Regions from separate parts of the Mus musculus genome. Here region 2 is linked to region 1. A link is a contact called in public HiChIP or PLAC-seq data. All regions are on one chromosome and are shown on one strand. Each heading gives the region's core, a stretch centred on a gene start, on an enhancer-like site or on the middle of the called end of the contact. The rest is flanking DNA. Distances are from core to core; before and after follow the strand shown. Region 1 overlaps Gm51906 (a long non-coding RNA gene). Region 2 overlaps Zzef1 (zinc finger, ZZ-type with EF hand domain 1).

Region 1 (7,151 bases), core at 1,405-3,904:
CAAAAACCAAAAATTAGAGCTAGAGAGATGAGTCAGAGGGCTGAAGAAATAGCTTAGTAGTTGCTGGCTGTTCTTCTAGAGGTCCTGAGTTCAATTCCCAGTAACCTATGGTGGCTCACAGCTATCTGTAATGAGATCTGTTATCCTCTTCTGGCATTCAGGATGTACATGCAGATAGAGCACTCATACATAAATATAATATAATATAAAACAAATAAATCACTTAAAAAAATTAAAGGGGCTGGGGAGAGATGGCTCAGCGGTTAAGAGCACTGACTGCACTTCCAGAGATCCTGAGTTCAATTCCCAGCAACCACATGGTGGCTCACAACCATCTGTAATGTGATCTGATGCCCTCTTCTGGTGTGTCTGAAGACAGCGACAGCGTACTCATATAAATAAAAAATAAAAATTAAGCCGGGCGGTGGTGGCGCACGCCTTTAATCCCAGCACTTGGGAGGCAGAGGCAGGCGGATTTCTAAGTTCGAGGCCAGCTTGGTCTACAAAGTGAGCGCCAGGACAGCCAGGGCTATACAGAGAAACCCTGCCTTGAAAAAACCAAAAAAAATAATAAAAAATAAAAAATAATAATAAAAATAATAAAAAAATAAAAATTAGCCGGGTGTGGTGGTGCATGCCTTTAATCCCAGCACTCGGGAGGCAGAGACAGGCGGATTTCTGAGTTCGAGGACAGCCTGGTCTACAAAGTGAGTTCCAGGACAGCCAGGGCTATATAGAGAAACCCTGTCTTGAAAAAAACAAAAACAAAACAAAAACAAAAAACAAACAACAAAAAAGAATGCATGTACTAGTTTTATTTAATGCCTTCAAACTGGAGCTAGGAGAATAAACAAACTGTATTTTCTATAGTCTAAATGTGTTAACCAACTGCATGAAAAAATGAAACAAACATGACTACTAAAGTATAGAGAAGATTTTTTTTTTATTGTAGATATAAGAGGAAAAGCAGGCAGAGGAATGAGACCAGACTGAACGTGGCTGGCCGACTAAGCTAGACCATGAGAGGAGAGAGGAGGGAAAGCAAGAGAGGAGCTGCTGACAGATTGGAGTAGCCAAAACCACTGTTACAAGGGATCTTGCAAGGGGAAGGGAAGCAGAATCCCAGCCCCCGGGAGGGAGGGGTTTAAGGTAGGGGGCGGAGCGAGAAATGCTGGGAGGAGCACAGATAACTGGTGATGCTCGGAAGGCAGGCCAGCAGCTGCTTTGGTATGTTATTTTTGTTTTTGTTTTTTGTTTGTTTGTTTGTTTTTTGTTTCGGTTTTTCGAGACAGGGTTTCTCTGTATAGTCCTGGCTGTCCTGGAACTCACTTTGTAGACTAGGCTGGCCTCGAACTCAGAAATCCACCTGCCTCCTGAGTGCTGGGATTAAAGGCATTTTGTTATGTTATTAGGCACTTCTGTCAGCCATTTAACCTGAGTTCTGAGACCCAACACAACTTATCATTACCATTTTCAAATCACATTTATTGAGTGTACATATATGTACGTTCAGCCATGTGTGTGGAGGTCAGAGGACAACTTGTGAGAGTTCATACCGTGTGGGTCTCAGATCATCACAATTGGCAGCAAATAAATGCCTTTATCAATTGATAGAAATAAGCTCATGGTCGCAAAGAAAGAGACCACCACTCCAGCGGACACGGCAAAACTTTACTCTTGAAACTTTACTTTGTGCTCGGAAGAGTGAGCACAAAGAGACAGGAAATGCCCTTGATTTCTATTCTAATGCAGGTTGTGAGTTGGTCTTTTCTTCACCTGCCCAGTGCACAGTCTTATTCATTTGGCTAGTTTGAAAAGAACTGGCATAGCCAGGCAGTGGTGGCCCACGCCTTTAATCCCAGCACTTGGGAGGCAGAGGCAGGCGGATTTCTGAGTTCGAGGCCAGCCTGGTCTACAGAGTGAGTTCCAGGACAGCCAGGGCTACACAGAGAAACCCTGTCGAAAAAGAAAGGAAAAGAACTGGCGTAAGTACAGGAAATGAAAGAGGTCACTGCTCCCTGGGGAAAAGGGTCACTTCTCCAGGTCATCAGGTTACTGAACCGCAACAGGGGCCCTCTGTGTTAACAAAGGTTTAACTGGCAGGGGTGGGGGATAGGAGAGAGGAGGTGGGAAAGATATATAACCCCTGCTTACAAAGTGGGAGAGATAAAATGCTTTGACTTCTTTGTTCCAAACACAAGTTCTACAGTTTTCAACAAAAATGACTCATATTTGATATTATACACTAAACTACTTCACTAGCCCCTATTTACTTTTTATTTTATTTTAGGGATGCACTCCTCTGTGTGTGTGTGTGTGTGTGTGTGTGTGTGTGTGTGTGTGTGTTCGTGTGCATGTGCACATGAAGATTCACAGGAGAGGAGGGTAGGGAGAGGGAGAGAGATTCTGTCTCAAAAACAAACAAAAAAGAAAGAAAAAGAAAAAGCAAGGCAGATGTCGTAGTACGGCCATGGTCGCTTGCTAGCAAGTCCATCCCAGCGCTAGATCCCGCTGACCATAGGAAGTGGGTGTGGCTTCCGGAAGTCTTCCGAACCTCCCAAACAAAATGGGAAGATGACAAAGGAAATGATTGCCTAGGTGCTTTGCTTGTCAGAAGCCTTTGAAGCAAATCAGAGCTATGATGAACCGTGGCCACCAGATGGCACCAAAAACTAAGTAGAAAACAGAAACCTACCGGCCTGCTGATCCGCGGTCAGTGCACTTCGACGTGCTCCAGAAATTGAAGGTACGGTGTGTGCTACATGGTGGGGGTCTAGAACGACAGCTTTCCCCAGGCGCTGAAGTAGAGGTTGGACCCAGGCTAGACTCTGTCTTTCCATCTATACATTGGGCACGAGTAGCCTCAGTACCAAAGCTCAGAACCCTCCTTTATATCAGTGTGACTTGGGACTAAGGATGCTGGAAAAAAGGAAGAGGCCTTCTTCAACCCCACTTCCGGTAGTGAGGAGTGTGTCTTTTTCCTGGGCAGGCTACTGGTGCTCACCCACATGAACCTTGTAGGACAGGGCACAGCATCCATACTGTAAAGTCTATGATGAGGAAGAAGCAATCCTCATATGATGAACCTTCCACCTAGAAGAGAGAAATGTGTTTTTCTTAAACAAACCAAAAAGCTACTATCAACTAAGATGCCAAGAGGCTGTGGGCCAAGTTGCAAACCAGCAGAGTTTATAGGCTCCAACCATGAAGGGAAAACCCTATGATCAACTACTTGGGGTCTCAGGGTTTTCTTTAGTTTGCTATGGTGGTGGTTGTTGTTGTTTTAAATGTAAAGTGTGTGTGTGTGTTCCACGTTCCACAGTGTATGAGTACAAGGCAAAGGACAACGTTCAGGAGTTGGTTCTGCAGTCCCTAAAGCAGTGTGCTACAAAAGTAATCAAAGCAGCAGCTGCTGTCCCCCCACCCTTCTGCCCTAGCTTACAGTCACCATAGATGTTCCCACAGGACCTGTCAAAATGGTGGCACCTAGACACCTCCTCAGTGTGCAGCCATCACAGGAGCTGTGCAATGTCAGCCCCTTCTCTCCAGCCTCCCCAAGCAGCTCCAGAGAATTGGTGCCTCAGCCAAAGCCACCTGAGACTGGGAAGAACTTCCCATCTGTACTGGCTGGTTTCCTGTCAACTTGACACAGCTGGAGTTATCACAGAGAAAGGAGCTTCAGGTGAGGAAATGCCTCCATGAGATACAACTGTCAGGCATTTTCTCAATTAGTGATCAAGGGGGAAAGGCCCCTTGTGGGTGGGACCATCTCTGGGCTGGCAGTCTTGGTTCAATAAGAAAGCAAGCTGAGCAAGCCAGGGGAGGCAAGCCAGTAAAGAACATCCCTCCATGGCCTCTACATCAACTCCTGCTTCCTGACCTGCTTGAGTTCCAGTCCTGACTTCCTTGGTGATGAACACCAGTATGGAAGTGTAAGCTGAATAAACCCTTCCTTCCCAACTTGTTTCTTGGTCATGTTTTGTGCAGGAATAGAAACCCTGACTAAGACACCATCCTAACTCATGGACCCATGTAGAGAAAGGGGGAAGGAAGGAGAAAAAAAAAAAAAGCTACCAATTCCTGAGCACGAAAACCCACCAATCTCTGAGCTTCCTTCCCACAAAAAACCCCACCAATCCCTGAACATGAAAATACACCAAATCCCTGAGCTCCCCAAGCTTGGTGCTTAAAATCCCCCACCAATCCTTAGTCTGGAAATCTCTGCCCCACAAAAGCTCGCTCTCTCTCTCTCTCTCTCTCTCTCTCCTGCCTCTGCCTCCTCACGACTTTGTAACAGGCACTGTGCCATCCTGCAAAGCTACAGAAGGGATTTTCTTTCTTTGTTTTTGTTTTGTTTTGTTTTTTTAATTTTGTAATTATATTTAGGTACAGAAAACTTAATGTACATTTAACCCAATTTAGTGGCGAGTTCTTTAGCCTTTGCTTTTTCCAGCTTGGCAATGCGAGCCACAGACTTAGGACCCAGGACGTTGCCTCCCCTGTGGCGACGGATCTCATCATATCTGTCATTATAATTGGTCCTAATAGCTTCCACCAGCTTAGCCAGAGCACCCTTGTCTTCCGAGTTAACCTGTGTGAAGGCAACAGTGGTGCATGTCTTCCTGTGGACCAGGTGCCCCAGCCTGGCCTTTCCCTTGATGATGCAGTAGGGCACCCCCATCTTTCGACACAGGGCAGGTAGGAAAACCACCAACTCAATGGGGTCTATGTCATGGGCAATCACCACCAGCTGAGCCTTCTTGTTCTCCACCAAGGTGGTGACTGTATTGACTCCTGCTCGGAGGACAGGTGGCCTCTTAGTTGGGACGTCACCTTTGCCAGCAGCTTTCTTCTCAGCACGGGCCAGTAGCCTTTGCTTCTTCTCTTGCTTTGTCTCTGGCCTGTACTTGTGGGCAAGCTTAAGCAGCTGAGTAGCTGTCTGCCTGTCCAGTGCCTGGGTGAACTGGTTAATGGCAGGAGGGACTTTGAGCCGCTTGTAAAGGATGGCTCTTTGCCGCTGCAGCCTCATGTAGCGGGGCCATTTGACAAAGCGCGTTAAATCTCTTTTGGGCTGGATGTCCTATCCAATGCCGAAGTTCTTGGGCCTCTTCTCGAACAGAGGGTTGACCACCTTCTTGGCCTCCTGCTTCTTGACGACGGCGGGGGCCGGGGCCACCTTCTTCCCCTTGGCCTTCTTCCCTTTGGGCATCTTGCACGGCTGCTGGAGAGCTGTTTTGTTTTTCAAGATATGGTTTCTCTGTGTAGTTGTGGCTGTCCAAGAACTTGCTCTATAGACCAGGCTGGCCTCGAACCCAGAAATATCCACCTGCCTCTGTCTCTGAGTACTGGGACTAAGGACATGAGCCATCACACTGAACAACAAAAAGATTTTTTTTTAATTGTTGAAGTAACTGCAAATTGAAAATAGGTAGGACAGCTGGGTGGTGAGGACACATGCCTTTAATCCAATCACTAGGGAGGCAGAGGCAGGCAGAGATCTGTGTTCAAGCCAGAGAGAATGCCAGGGTAGCCATGGCAACACAGAGAAACCCTTTCTCGAATGAAAAAAGAAAAAAGAAAAAAGAAAAAAAGAAGGAAGGAAGAAAACAGGTAGAACTAGAGACAAATGTGTATTCCATCTTTAGCAGAATAGGGGGAGTGGTACCGATACCCTAAAAGCCACCGCATGCAGGCAAACACTCATATACATAAAATAAAAAATAAATACATTTTTAAAAATAGCAATGCACCTCTTGCAAGCTGGTGAGGGTACAGCAGGCTCAGAGTAAAGGCAAGGTGGTGCTGGCTAAGTCAATGTGACCCAAGGTAAAGTCACCTAAGAGAAGGGAACTTCAATGAAGAAAATGCCTCCACAAGATGGGGCTGTAGGGCCAGCCAATAGTGCATCTCCTTAGTGATGGATGGAGGAGGGCACAGACCACTGTGGGTGGTGCCATCTCTAGGCCAGTGATTCTGGGTTCTAGACTGAGAAACAAGTGTTGGGCACTTACCTTTAATCCCAGCACTTGGAAGGCAGAAGCAGGTAGATTCCTGAGTTTTAGTGAGTTCCAGGACAGCCGGGCTACACAGAGAAACCATGTCACAAAAACCAGAAAGGCAAAGAAGTAAGTACAGATAGCCGACTGAGTTAGCAGTCTGTCTAAACTCCCCCTACCCCACCCCCCGACAGTTACCTGGCAACAGCCAGGTATGCTTCACCCCACAGTTACCTGGCAACAGCCAGGTAGGCCTGACCCACTATGAAAGAGGCTGTTTGTCCCCTCCTCTCTCTCTTGTTCCTCTCTTACTCTTCCCTTCTTGCTCCCTCTCTGTTGTTGTTTTGGTTTGTTTGTTTGTTTGTTTTAAGATTTATTTATTTTTCTTTATATGAGTACACTGTAGCTGTCTTCAGACACACCAGAAGAGGGCATCAGATCTCATAACAGATGGTTGTGAGCCACCATGAGGTTGCTGGGAATTGAACTCAGGACCTCTGAAAGAGCAGTCGGTGCTTTTAACTGCTGAGCCATCTCTCCAGCCTGTCTTTTGCTGTTGTTATTTGAGAGGGTTTGATTTTGTTTTCTTGAGATGGAGTCTTTCTATGTTTTCATGGCTGTCCTAGAATTCCCTCTGTAGACTAGACTGGCCTAGAACTCACAGAGATCCACCTGCCTCTGCCCCCTGAGTGCTTGGATGAAAGGCATGTGCTGAGTTTTGTTCATTTGCTTGGTTTTTGTTTGTTTTGTTTTTTTTGGGTTTTTTTGAGGCAAGGACTCTCTCTTATCCAGGATGACCAGGATCATAATCCTCTTCCCTCAGCCTTCCTCCCAAGTACCAGACATGAGTCAATATGCCTGGCTTTTCTCATCATAATTAACAAAGAATATGGGGTGAGAAAGATGACCAGAGAATGGATTTGTTGGCTCACAACTACTTGTAACTCCATTGCCCAGATATTCTTGGCACACTCATGGTATGTACACACACACACACACACACACACACACACACACACACACACAAATACATACGATTGGAGAAAAAATATTTTGATAATTTTTGTGTATGCCTGCATGGATGCACTCTATGTATATCTTTTTTGTCTGCATGTGAGTCTATACACTCCTAAGCATACCTAGTCCCTAAGAAAG
Region 2 (7,151 bases), core at 2,317-4,816, 350 kb after region 1:
TGAGAGGTTTTGACCTGGGATCACAGCCCCACCCACTGCAGGTTCAAACACTCAGGGTTCTCAGCACACGGGTCTGAGAAGAATCAGATCTTCTCCTGGAGGCAGAATTTCAGGTCCAGCAAGCTTGCAAGTATATTTTCCTTTTTATAATTATTGTATCTTTGAAAGAAAGATTCAAGTGTATCTTTCTCCCTCCCTTCCTCCCTCCCTATTTTTTTAAGACAGGGTTTCTCTATGTAGTTCTGGCTGTCCTGGAACAAATTTTGTAGACCAGGCTGGTCTCAAACTCACAGAGATCCACCTGCCTCCACCTCCTGAGTGGGTGGGAGTAAAGGTAGGCAGTGCCACCGCCCAGTGCAAGTATATTTCCTATTTTATAATTTAATATCAAAGTCATGTTTGTCTTCCTTGTCTATTCAGTAGTTCTCTGTACGTTTTATTTTATGTGTGATGTGTTATACCTTGCCTTTTCCACTTAATATTTAGCTTAAGGCTGCATGATAGCTCACACCTATAATTCCAGTATTTGAGGAGGCTGAGGCAGAAGGATTGTGAAGATTTCAGGGACAGCCTAGAGTATCTAGTGAAACATAATAAAACACATTTGCCTGGAGGTTTTTCAACTGTCATTAGAAGGTCTTTATAGGGACTATTTTTTTTTAAAGATTTTATTTATTTATTATATATAAGTACACTGTCGCTGTCTTCAGACACTCCAGAAGAGGGAGTCAGATTTTGTTACGGATGGTTGTGAGCCACCATGTGGTTGCTGAGATTTGAACTCCGGACCTTCGGAAGAGCAGTCGGGTGCTCTTACCCACTGAGCCATCTCACCAGCCCTATAGGGACTATTTTTAAAAACACACAGTTAGGGGCAACAAGTTAGCTCACTGGGCTAAGATACTTCCATTGAGCCTGATGAGTTTGATGCGCAGAACCCACATGGTAGGAAGAAAGAACCAACTCCCACAAGTTATCCTCTGCTCACCATGTGCATGCTAGGGTATACACACTCACACACACTCCCCCCCCCAGTAAGTAAATATATAAATAAATGATAAATAAATGTAAAAACAGTTAAAAGAAAAACTGCAGTGGCCCCTGTGAGCACACTTGCAGCCCTCTGGATTCTTTAGAGTCATTTTTGGGGTTTGGGCACTGCCCTGCTTCTTTACTGTTGGTGACTATGTGGCCATTTCAGAGAGAAGTGGGTGGCTATATTACGATGAGGTGGAAAAAGGAGAGCCTGACCTGCAGTTTCTTTCGTGACCTTCTTCTCAGTAAAGTATCCCCGTGCTTGCTCCCTCCAGTGACCTCTGTGATCTTGGGCTGTTGAAGCCCCTGTGGCAGCTCTTTACTCACATGGAGTATGGCCTGTTTGAGGATGTGACACAGCCTGGCATTCTCCTTCCCCTACACCGAGCCCTTACTGAGCTCTTCTTTGTCACCGAGAACCGTGCCCAGGTAAGGATGTGTCCACCTCTTGCCCTGAAGCCTTGGCAGAGAGGATACCTCTGTATGCTCTTACCAGTTCCTGCTCATGGCAAAACTAGTGTTACACCCAAGCCTGCAAGCCCAGGTTGTCCAGGCTTCAAAAGGAGGCCGACCTGGACCTACAGTCCAGCATCCCCAGAACACATACCCGTATTCTCAGCCCCAGGAGGAGAGAACCTCAGATCAACTTATATTGCTTATTTTGTCTGGCCTATAGCCAAAGGGGTCTAGGGACTGCCTTAGACTGGGACTTCTGGAAAATCAAACAGATATGTTCTTCCTCCTCCTCTTTCTTCTAGGCACAATAGACTCATTGAATTGCCACATGAAAGGGCCTTTCACAAGTCCTTTGCCTGTCTTCCTCAGGAAGACATGACTACCATACCCTGCCTGATCACCCTGTGGGCATCAGGGATAGCCCTGGAACCAAGTCCCTGGGCCTTCTAGATAGGTTCCTTCATGGCTGTAGAGTGTGTGGTGTCACAGGTGCCTCGAAGTGAGCTTGCTTACCCCCTGGAGGCTCCTGTCTGCCTGTGGGTGTCTGTGTTCAGCCCTCCTACCTTCCAGCATTCAAGGAGCCCATGCTGTCTTTACAGGAGCTTGGCCTGCTTCAGGAGTACCTGCTGGCCTTAACCACCGAGGACCACCTTCTCCGATGTGCAGCACAGGTACCTCCTCCCTGTCTTCCAAGAGTTAGCCTGTGGGTCATGTTCCTGTGACAGATAACACCCCCTCACTTGCCGGAACTGGGGGTGGGGCTGTGACTTAGAGTTGCATGACAGGTCCAGACCCTGCCAGAGTTTACATGGAGCTCAGCTGCTGTTCAGTCACTTCCTCCTGCTCTCAGAAAGAGCAGGGAGCCTCATTTATCACTGTCACTCATATTAAACTGTGGGGTCAGAAGACACTAGCAAGAATCTGGTCTCTGAAACCAAAACAGCCAGTGCCTTCACTTAACTACTCATTGGCCGATCTTGGAAGTTTCCACAGATTTAGATTCTAGATATTTTTGGATTTTTTTGGATGTACTTTGCTTCCCTGGCTAGAAAACTCCTCTTCTGACAGCTGTGCTTCTAAATGATAGAGGACCCAAGAAACCCTGTATACATCAGTGTGCATCATTAGAGGTTAGACTTAAGTGTCTAAATTAGAACAGTAATTAAACATTTATGTATCAATTCAATCTTTAAGACAGTAAACACATTTCATGTTAATGTGTTTTGGGAAAAATCTCTTCAAAACAAAATAATATTGAGGATGGCGGCCCTGGCTCCATTTTTGCAGACTTCTTTAATGTCTGGGTCAACAAAAGCTGGACTCTTGTACTCATCTGCCCTGTACTCATCCTGGAGAAAGAAGTGTTGTGCTCTACTATAGCAGACAGACAGCTGGGGGATCTCCAGCGCTCATAGAACGTTTCTCAGCTAGGCATCCACCTGGGACTCTTCCCAGAGCCTAATCCTTCAAGGAAGGCTCTATGTGGAAGGTTAGAAGTGTTTTGCTCGGAACTGGGGCTCCCCTACTAAAGCAGGGGAAAGAGCAGGTGGGGCTGCTGAGGTCTCTTAGCAGCCAGCTGCACTGGCTACTACGGCCCTTGCTTTCTTGATGTGCTATAAGAGATTTTGATGTGTGGTGAGCACCAGCTTTCTCTCCATGGGCTTGACTGGCCCTCATGCTTGCCCATGCATATCTCATCCCCCTTCCCCTGTGGCCCTCCCCACAGCTTGCCAGTCTCTTCCCTGAAGTTCTGCCTTCTAGCCATGTCCTTCTGGGACAGCTGCTTTCCCCGCAGTGTTCTGAGCTCCCCATGGGTACTTCTCTAGCACTAGCTGTTCACCTCTTGTGTGAACCTTTGTGCTCCCCTTCTGTTCCTTTCTATGGCTTTCCCAGACCCCTGCTTCAGCAACTAGACTGCTACCACACCATGGCCATGGTTGTTTTATTACTTACCCAGGGTTTTCCTGTGGGCTTTGGTTTTGTTTTCTTTCTCATTCTACTTGTGAGCCACTGGGTAAGGGGGACTACCTCTGGCTCACCTTATCACCCTCCAGCTGAGGAACTTAGACTCAAGGATGAGGAAGTCAGTGGCTCTTGATATTGATAACTGCTCTTTCCCTCCATAGGCTCTGCAGAACATTGCTGCTATCAGCCTGGCCATCAACTACCCAAACAAGGCCACCCGCCTCTGGAATGTTGAGTGTTAGCCTCAGTGTGATATGCATGGACTTGATCATTTGTCTACAGGGGTTTATAGCAGACCTCCAACCTTGCTCAGGAAACCCCTGAAGCCTCTGCACCCAGCTCTCTTTGAGCCCACCCCCTGCTCCCATCTGGCCAAGCAGCCGCCTCATCAAAAAGGCCCACTGCAGGCGCCACATGTCCAAAAAGGCACAGCAGTGTAGAGTGGCTCAGAAAGAGCATCAAGAGGCCTTGGGAAAGTTATTCAGAGAATAGAGACTAGAGGCCAGTCTCCTCCAGGGGAGTCACAGCACTGAAGACCTGGAAGCCGTCTCTGAAAGGATTCTGTCTCCACTGAGTGGGAGCTGCCTAGGCTTGCCATCAGGAGAAGGCACCATCCACCCAGAGCTACCTTTGCAGTAAGACTTGCAGCTTGCAGCAGCAGTGGCCCAGTTGGGACACCAGCCCATAACCAACATGAGCACCTCCCAGCCACCTCCAGTTCCCAAGCAATCTTCTTGCCACAGCTTAGCTGGCCAACTCACAGTGAGAGCAGGTGTCCCTGGGAGCAGCTGGCAGGCTTTGCTTGTCACTGTGCAGCAGCTCCCCGCACACATCTTTGTTCCTTCATTGTTTTAGTTTTCATTTCCCCTCATGGTTTTAGAAGAGAACCACATCGACTCCCTGAGAGGTCCCCTAGGGAATGCCTAGGGGCAAACTGGCATGTGTGGAAGTGACAGAAATGGAGGGGCTCTCCAGCACCTGCAGTGCAGGCAGTGCCCTCAGAGGAGCCTTTGTTCAGGAGTCAGGACACACCTGATTATACTTCTGCTCCAAGGTCATGGTGATCAGCAGCCTACGACCTTGAACCTCCTGCCTGGTTGTTTGGCCATCCCCTGCCTAGCAATAACTACGTTAGTTTTAGTGAAGCTTTTGCGTATTTCCTTCTATGGTTTTAGCATTGCCCTGTGTGCTGATGACCTTTTTCCCCAGAGCCACAGAGTAGGATGCTGGGTCAGCAGCAGGCCGTGGACTTTCAGGAAGAATCCTGAGGCACCTGCTGTTGAAGGGCAGGCATCTGGCCAGAGGCATATCCCACCTCACAGGCAGAATGCAAATAAAAAAAAAAAAAAAAAAGGCTCCTAAGAGCCAGGGCCACATTTGGCTGGCTTTTGCTGTGACCAAGCTTGCCCCTTTGGCCTCTGAAGACTCTTCTGGGAGTTGGCAAAGGACTGCATTGGCAGAACCTGAACCTGCAGGTGTGGGAGCATCTTGTGCAAAGGTGCTATGCCTTCTGGCACCACTTCCTGCCCAGTCATAGAATTAGGTTATCTGATGAACCCCAGCACACAGGAAAAGTGGCCACAGAATGGGAGGGGATGGGTTATAAAAGCAGAAACAAATGGAGTGACCTATGGTCCACCACCCTGACATCAGAGGGAACTTGGTCCAGGTCCCATGGTATTGGACATGGTGTCTGCTGGCCCAGAGGAACCTCTTTCTCACCTTTTGCTCTTTGCCAAAGCACCTACGCTTTGCAAGCGGCCTAAACCCCAGAGAAGTCTCCCGTTGCACGCCATTCCCTCCAAGTAGGTCTCGGATGAGAGTCAGAACAAGTGCATGGTGAAGAGGCTTCACTCGCGGTGGCTCAGACCACACAGCAGTTAGAAGATGGGGGAGGAGATGGCACACTCACACTCCTCCACACCTCAGACTGAGCAGAGAGAGCAGGTGGACAGGGCAGGGCAAGGCTGGAGACCTCCCTTGGGACAGTGGCCCCAGCTCTCCTCCCACCCTCCCATCGGGAAGAGCAACTGTAAATAAACGCTGGACTCCATAGCTCCTCTCCACTCACTGCTTGCTGTTTTCTCTACGTGCTTCAGTTTGCATAGAATGAGCTTAAGTTTGCCCTTCTTCACACACCACAGCTGCTCTCTGACCGGACAGGGTCCCTCCTGACCTGGCCACCTGCAGCCCACTGCCTCTGCTTCTCTAGGCCACTGGGTGGCACTGCTGAGCCAGGCCAATGTCTCCTGACCCCAGCCGGGGCAGGAGGTCCCAAAGGATTTCCATCAAGGCCAATATCCCCTTGACTCTTAGGAGGCAAGACTGCCTGGACGGAGACAAAACTGGCAGGCATAAGGGGTCGTGGAAACATGTGCCTAATCTATAAAGAATTCTGTTCCAAATCAGATATATTGTACAGACACTGTTCTAATGAGAGGAGTGACTTATTTTCATCATCGTTTTTAATTTGTTTTCTTACGGGTTTACGATTTTGAATTTTTCTTATTTGGTTGAGTGAAAGAATTTTGATTATATCAGCTGAGTGAGTTCAGCCTGTAAAAGGAATGTTTTAAGTTGTGGATAAGATATGCAAATGAAGAGAAATATATTGTAAAAATTCTATATAAAAAAGTACAACTCTGTGTGGATTTCTCCCTTTTCTCTTTCCTTCCCTGCCCCCTTTCCCCTGTGGAAAGACCTTGCCATATCCCCCAGGCTGGCCTCAAACCCACAGTCCCTTGCCCATGTCTCTCATGTCTGGCCCTTCAGTTTCTCTTATGAAATATATTTTGAAGTGTATGCCTGGCCAAACAAATGGGATTTACAGAACCTCATCACTGCCTGCTTATGGGAAGAAGTCCAGAAGACCCTTCAGGGCCCAACCTTTGTTGACAGAACTGTGAGCCTTGCCCTTCATTGTGGTCAACCAGGGGATCCATCCTCGGGTGGTGCCTTCCTTGGGTGCCATCCTAGTACTCTCATATGGATGCTTCCTTTCCCATCTCCTCTTGAGGTCAGGGTAGCAAGCCACTGATACCTGCTAGGAGGCTCTAGGGCAGTGTTCTCAGCCTGTCACGACCCCTTTGGAGGTCAAATGATCCTTTCACAGGGGTCGTACAACAGATATCCTGCATAGCAGATATTTACATTATGATTAATAACAGCAAAATATTTATGAAGTAGTGATGAAAATAAATTTTCTGACCCAAATTTAGGCAACAGTTTAAACTTACAAAACTGTTCCAGGAAGAACTATCGACATAGTCCTATTAAATAGGAATATATATGTATATATATATATATATATATATATCCACTACTAAAGTGTCTCAAGCCTTCAAGAGTTTAAGGGCCACTGAGATGGCTCAGTGGGTGAAGAGGCTTGCAGTCCAGCCTGATAACCTGAATTTGAACCCAGAAAGAAGTGAATAGAGTCTTAAAAGTTGTCTTCTAACACCCACATACAGAGACATACTAGATAGAGATATAATTTTTAAAATATCAGCAATGTATGAGAAGAAAATGTATAAACACTTCCTGCAGTAACAAGGCCACTGACAAGGTCCAGTCAAGCAAATGGCAGCCATTAGCAAATTCTTTCTTAGGGATTCTTGGCTATTGTACCTTCCCTCAGCTCAAAAGGAATTGAGACTCACTTTGAAGGCACGGTTCCAGAATTCAGTGCGCTTTCT

Evidence for each region. HiChIP or PLAC-seq counts read pairs in DNA pulled down with a chosen protein or histone mark.
Region 2: a RAD21 HiChIP or PLAC-seq map of pro-B cells shows a contact between it and region 1, with 4 times the contacts expected there. The contact joins two enhancer-like sites. A contact is called at or near these places in 3 of 15 datasets of contacts at CTCF or cohesin (the NIH/3T3 cell line, embryonic stem cells and pro-B cells), 23 of 484 Hi-C or Micro-C datasets (the Ba/F3 cell line, ECoMG myeloid progenitors, the G1E-ER4 cell line and 12 more), 4 of 115 datasets of contacts at active chromatin or transcription factors (all in embryonic stem cells) and 1 of 9 other capture datasets (liver).

Annotation. Positions count from the first base shown.
Region 1 is chr11:72,568,122-72,575,272 of GRCm38.p6, forward strand. Gm51906 (a long non-coding RNA gene) reads right to left here. Exons shown (of 4, transcript XR_003949712.1): 3 at 2,696-3,093. It also overlaps the pseudogene Gm12712. Among named protein-coding and RNA genes, the nearest start is that of Spns3, 21 kb to the left of the region's middle. Within about 2 kb of position 2,655, at least 41 of the 459 cell types and tissues checked have an H3K27ac peak or open chromatin away from gene starts, as enhancers often do. A contact at or near this core is called in the G1E-ER4 cell line and pro-B cells, where this site is marked.
Region 2 is chr11:72,921,020-72,928,170 of GRCm38.p6, forward strand. Zzef1 (zinc finger, ZZ-type with EF hand domain 1) reads left to right here. Exons shown (of 55, transcript NM_001045536.2): 53 at 1,311-1,464; 54 at 2,091-2,162; 55 at 3,618-6,101. The coding sequence ends at 3,698. Among named protein-coding and RNA genes, the nearest start is that of Gm34704, 16 kb to the right of the region's middle. Within about 2 kb of position 3,567, at least 39 of the 459 cell types and tissues checked have an H3K27ac peak or open chromatin away from gene starts, as enhancers often do. A contact at or near this core is called in the G1E-ER4 cell line and pro-B cells, where this site is marked.